2 separate regions of the Mus musculus genome follow, and region 2 is linked to region 1. A link is a contact called in public Hi-C data. All regions are on one chromosome and are shown on one strand. The core of a region is the stretch at or near the end of the contact, and the rest is flanking DNA. Distances in the headings are between cores, read along the strand shown. Region 1 has its middle 280 kb from the start of Gm31870. Region 2 has its middle 74 kb from the start of 4930503O07Rik.

What was found. Hi-C and Micro-C count contacts between places; a contact is called where the count stands out from the background.
Region 2: a contact with region 1 is called in a Hi-C map of uterus, with 1.8 times the contacts expected there. The contact joins two enhancer-like sites. A contact is called at or near these places in 5 of 484 Hi-C or Micro-C datasets (epidermal suprabasal cells, nephron progenitors and uterus).

What each region holds. Positions count from the first base shown.
Region 1 is chr1:193,932,603-193,935,681 of GRCm38.p6, forward strand. No RefSeq gene overlaps it. Among named protein-coding and RNA genes, the nearest start is that of Gm31870, 280 kb to the left of the region's middle. Within about 2 kb of position 1,504, at least 11 of the 459 cell types and tissues checked have an H3K27ac peak or open chromatin away from gene starts, as enhancers often do. A contact at or near this core is called in uterus, where this site is marked.
Region 2 is chr1:194,147,362-194,150,440 of GRCm38.p6, forward strand. No RefSeq gene overlaps it. Among named protein-coding and RNA genes, the nearest start is that of 4930503O07Rik, 74 kb to the right of the region's middle. Within about 2 kb of position 1,475, at least 18 of the 459 cell types and tissues checked have an H3K27ac peak or open chromatin away from gene starts, as enhancers often do. A contact at or near this core is called in uterus, where this site is marked.

The sequences.
Region 1 (3,079 bases), core at 254-2,753:
GCTTAGTTATGGTCATGAATATATTTAGCAAAATTTGATACTTTTCCCCAGAAACATTTAAATGCTTGCATGGACTTCTGCTGGGTGATTATGGTGGAGAGAAAAGAGCACAGAGACTATTGCAGGGGGCTGATGATAATTGTTCATCATGGAATTTAAGCCCATGCTAAGAAAATAATTCCACAAAACAGTAAAAGATATTGAAGTTCATGGGCTCAATAGACTTTCAAGGGTAGTTTGGCAAGTTTTGAGGGAAGGATTGGTGAAGCTGTGGCGATTGAGAATGTCTTGGAAAGACAGAAGAGTACTGTTGGATTACAGAATGTTTTACATTTACACCAAGGAAGAGATGTAGCTATTGACCTTGGGGTCCCGGGAGGACTGGCATATTGAGAAGAGCAAATGGATATGGAAAACACTGTTCCCTGCATGCTGAAATCAAGAAGAATTGTGACAGGTTGTATTGGAGAGGACACCACAAAAGGGCTGGGGAAATGGCCAGTCAGTAAAGTGTCTTCCTTACAAGCATGGGGACCGGAGTTTGATCCCTAGCAACTGTGTATGGAGCTGTGTGTAGTGGCATACACCTACAATCCCAATGCTGAAGAGGTAGAGACAGGAGAATCCTTAGAGATCACTGGTCAAACAGTTGAGACAAATTAGTTTTTAAAATATAGTGGCTTGTAACTGATGAAAACACTTGATGTTGGCCTCTAGTTTCCACAGGCAAGTCTACACACAAACGAAGGAGCAGGAGCTTTAAAAGGGCTAAAAATCAAGCAACAAGGAACCTTAATTCATCATTTTGATCTTTGTAGAGGACAGTATGAGAGGACATGATTTAATGGGATGAACTTCAAAGTTTAGAATAGGAAGGAAAGAGTCAGCAGAATAAGGGTTAAAGGTGTGGAAGTGACAATAGAACCACTATCTATAGACAGTGTCACCTGGGGTATGGGCATCTCAAATTTTCCAGAATTTTCTGAGTTAATCTACCACAGGGTAGGCTGTCTTTCCAGAAAAAGCCAGTATCAATCAAAAACAAACAAACAAACAAACAAACAAACATTAAAGAAAGTTTGGGTAAATTGGGTTCTTAGTTGATGATTCTATCAAGGGTCTAAGAATCTTTATTTAAATCATAGCGTTCAACATGCCACAGATATATGTAAGCCTTTAATAGTAGAGGATTCCAGATTGTCAAATTTCCTGGTCATTATTTTGACAGTTCTGGGTCCTTACTGTATGAAGAAAACTCTAAACATGACACTTGCCTCTGTATACAGCAGTGGGAACTTCTTTGGCTTTTCAATCTAGAGGCATGATCAGACTTTCCCCCAGAGTATCAAAACACCAGGAACTGCATTCTCCCCCTGGACTGGAGCCTCAAACTAAGATGGAAAACAATCAACTTTCAATTTTCTGTGCTTGTTTGCTTTCTGCCCAGAACACACAGCAGAGGCAGTTGAGCAAACCTTTGGGTTGTTTTCAAGGACGTCTTTCCATTTCACCTTCACAGGGTTTGGGAGCCAGTTGCTCCTGGGGACCTGGCGCTTGGTTTTTTATTATTTAAATGTGGGTGTCTTTACAACAAAATAATCTCAAATGTTCAACCTAAGCCCCCAACCCACACTATTTACTAAATGAAGCCAAGCATCATAAAAGCCTGAATGGTGTGGATTTATCGTTTAACTGTTGTTTTGAGATCACAACAAATCATTAAAATCATTAGCTGTTCTAGCTAAATTAGAGCTCAGCCCTCGTATGGTGCCTGGCCTGTGTGACTTTCCCCACACTACCCCCACCTCTGCTCAGGCTCCTCAGTCTTTGCCTGTGTAAGATTAACTGGCTTAATACACCCAAGTCACAGTGCTAAGCATCTTTGTTTTCTCTCTTCAGTGTTTGTTCTCCCCTCTACCCCAGGGCTATTTGCCTAAGATATGTGGGCAGCAGACAGATAAGCTAAGAGGTTTGGGTCAGTGCTGACTCTGGGAGCCTGCACTGCAAATTCCACAAGTCCAGGGAGTTTGGGGTTTCCCAATGCTCCTGTGTAAGCAGAAACTCTTTGCAGTACATCCAGCAAAGGTAAGAGTGTGTGTCAGCAGACATCTCTCTGAATGAAGCCCAGTAGAGTTTGGATGCATTGTGTATCTCTCTAGTCATCTCCTGAGCCTGTTCAGCCCAATAAACTGGAGGTAAGGAAGCATGTCTTCCCTGTTTGGCCTGATAGTGTGGAGAAATGAAGGAACAACATGCACTTTATGTATCCGGAGACACAGATAAGGCCTCTCATACCCATGTATCAAGGAAAACTTCATGTCCATTTTTCTGAAAATAGGATAGCACAAGACTTGAACTTGGAGGGGATTACTTATTTATCTCTAGATAGAAAAAAAAGACAGATGTATATATAGTACAGAGCCAAGATCTGGTTCCGTGGGTTCAGTGCTCAGGAAAGTTGCTGAGTTGTGAAGGTGCTATGAAGACTGGTTCACCTTGTGTGGAAGAGATGATGCAGGCTAACTTCACTCCCACAGATGGACTCCCACATTTCGTTCAGAGTTTTAGACACCAGAATATGGCCAATTAATATTCATCGTACTAAAGACTATATATAGAGATATCCTCTTGAGGTCTATGCTTAAAACCACTTCAGAAAGGTAATTTCTATCTGGTTAACAGTTTGACCCTGGTAGTTGACACCATAGGCCCCTTGCAAAGCTATCTGGTGAAAATGTGCCCAATTCAATAGTTGGAATTCAGATGCCAGACTTAAACCTCAGTGTGTGATTTATTCTCTGTCATGGCAATAGGTTGTGAATTATTTGTACTGGGAAAGTGTTTTGCCATTCTGGCTATCTGGATGGACCTTGGATTTCAGGCCTAGTCACACTCAGAGAGAACTATTCAAGCTGTGGTTCATAAGAACAGAGAAGCAGAAAAGCTGACTGAAAAAAAAAAAGAAAAGAAAAGAAAAGAAAATAGAAAAGAAAAGCTAAGCTCAAACCTGGCCAAATGGGTTGCTAAGAAACTCAAGAGTCACTTCCATGTGTGAGCTGTCTCCCCACTTTTCCATTCT
Region 2 (3,079 bases), core at 225-2,724, 210 kb after region 1:
AGAAGTCATGCCATTATTCATAGACTTAACTTTATTTTTTCCCTGCCTGATTCAGACACTTAGTATACCCACAAGTCTACATATTCCCCCTAGAAAACTCCTAGTGATCAGATTTTCTTTTAAAGCCTGTAAAATTATTGTTAAAATGTCTATTGATTCTATATAGATTATACATTTACTGTGTAATTTATCTAAAAGTCCTTTTGAGTTAGTTCATAGATTTTGTGAATATGTCTTTGAAATCTGCTGCATGACCTGTGCTTCTGATCTTAGCCTGTCTAGGCTACATCCAAGTTCAGCATAGCCAGAGGGGCTGCTGGCTCCATTTGGGCTGACAAAAATGAAGAGGCAAGACAACAGGGCCAGAGGGGAAGTGCCTGAGTTTGCAGTGGTGGATTGCACCAGAGATGTGCAGGGTTCAGTCCTGAATTTCTAGGATTCAAAACTGAGTACAGCACACAAATACATTCCCTTGCAGTTGGACACTCCCCAAGACAGGGAGTTCTATCTCAACTTAGATTTTAAAAGTATCTCTATCTCTCACCAAATTCTGCTTATGAGCAGAGACAGACTCTTCATTCCACAATTCCTGGTGTGTTTCTGAGCAAATCCACAGTATGTGATTGCTCTGTAGGGAATTAAAACTTGTCTTTGACCTTAGTAGTCAGGTGATGAACATCATAGCATAAATTGAACCCTTGACCTATGAGAAGAAAGCAAAGTCTTTTGCATTCCACAAGGCCCTTCATTTTGAAGACTGGTGGACATCTTGAGCAACTCTCGTTACCCACAATGCTTATGACTTTCAGAGCAGAGAGGTGCTCAGGCTCAGCATAGCTTGCATCCTGCACAAGGTCACCCTGGAGCTATATAACATCTGTATTTGTTGCCAGAGTTTCAGAAACTCCAAGGACTGGCTAGACCTCCATAATGAAGCTTCTTTTGCTCCAGATAAGACACAGAAGGGAGGGTGAAAACACCTGGAATGGACATGAGGAAACCCAGCATTCCACCAGTTCCTCTCCGGAGGCTTCAATTTTTACCCTGGAAAAGCAAGCACACTCCTCAATTGTAGCAGTAGATAATGCTGATGGAATCCAAGAGTCTATCACACCAGAGGTAAACATGGGTTACAGTGATGAATCAACTCAACAGACCATGAGGAAGAAGCAAGAGAGTAGATAGCTGTCAAAACTCAGTGAACAACACTAACTAAGGAGCCTTGGGCTGGGCGAACATCTCAAGGCTTAGAGGTGGAGGAGGGAGCAGCCATGAGAGGCAAAACATGGGTCCTGGACTCCAAGCACAAGGAGTGGAAAGTTCGAAATCTCATCTCTGCTCCAGGACAACTCGATGAGTGAAAACGATTAGCTCTAGAATATCATTTAAATCTCCCATTTAAGCCAATCCAAGTATTTAATCATTATCTCCACTAACACCACACAGCTCCAGACACACACACCAGCTTCACTGAGAGACTTGTCAAGACCACAGCAGTAATTCACAAATTCTCTGAAATTCCCTGCTCCGCCAAGCGGCATGACAGCCTGGCGACCGCTAACATTTCTATTCAAACTGGCTTTGGAGCTGAAGCTATAAATATCCTCGCAGTATTTCCTGCTTCAGAACATAAAGACAGCTTTACAGCACTGATAAAATAGAAATTACTTTCTCTCTGAGGTCTTGCTGGAATTTTAATGTCTGTTTTGCAATAAAGCAGCTCCTACACAATTTGATTTGAGGGAAAGAAAACAAACGGTCTAATTTAGTTACAATAATGACTCTTGTATTGTTTGCCCTGCCTGCTTCTCTAGCTGCTGGGCTGTTAAAGTTTGCAACAGCAGGGCCAAGGATGGTATTTATGAGAATATTACAATTTGTTTTATTATTTAAAGATACATAGTCTCGGTCCCTCCTCACCACAGAGGGACAAAAATTTTTTTAAAGAAGAATTAGAGAAGAAAATAAAACTTATGACTCCTAATAACACTTTGTGAAAGTTGCTTGTTAGAATTCTAAAGCTGTTCACCAAAGCTGACACACACTTAACAGGCCTTTGAAATGTAAAAGATCTTAGCAGCTTTAATAACTCTATGCATGTTATCTGTTCTTGTTTTTTTTCCCTTCAAAGCTCAACAAAGCACTCTTTTAAAAAATTGCAATTCATATATACCCTCTCCCTTGTATATTATATGATGGAAGAGGGAAGGAGTAGGAAGGAAGAAAAGAGAGAAAGGGGATAAGGAGAAAAGAGATGAAAGGAGTTGGGAGGGGAGGGAAGAGAGGGGAAGGTAAGGGTGAGGAGAGGAGAGGAGAGGAAAGGGGAGGGTAGGAAAGGGGAGGGTAGGAAAGGGGAGGGGAGGGGAGGGAAGGAAAAGGTAGGGGAGGGGAGGGGAGGGGAGGGGAGGGGAGGGGAGGGGAGGGGAGGGGAGGGGAGGAGAGGAGAGGAGAGGAGAGGAGAGGAGAGGAGAGGAGAGGAGAGGAGAGGAGAGGAGAGGAGAGGAGAGGAGAGGAGAGGGAAGGGGAGGACAGGGAAGGGGAGGGGAGGGAAGGGGAGGGGAGGAGAGGCGAGGAGATAAAAAGGATTTTCATTGACATGGTGGACTGTGTCAAGAACTAGACAATGAAGTTGAGAAAAGATTTTAAAACTGAAATAAACTTTCTGAAGAAGGAATTAATTATCAGAAAGTGCCAGTGATGAGTATCCTCAAGTTTCAGCAATGCTTTGAGTGAGTGCTCCAGACTTCATAACACCTAGGATAAAAACTAGAGTTCAGATTACCACTAGTGGAGATTTAGGACCCCTCTGGTTTATCTCATGCACTGAAAGGATGCTTCTGTGTTGGAAGGAACCACAGTGCCCTCCCATCTCTAGCAGCTTCTTTTGTGCTTCTCTCTCAGGTTACATATGCCCAAGAAACCACACATGTTTGATCCCTTTCCTACTCTGTCCCTCTCTTCCTTTATGTAATTTCCATCTGCTATTTCTTCTTCTTCCTCTTGGTTTAAGACTGATTTCCTTTCAGATTCTCAAAAACACCCTATTCCACCCATCTGAATAGTCTTATAGTGCCGACAT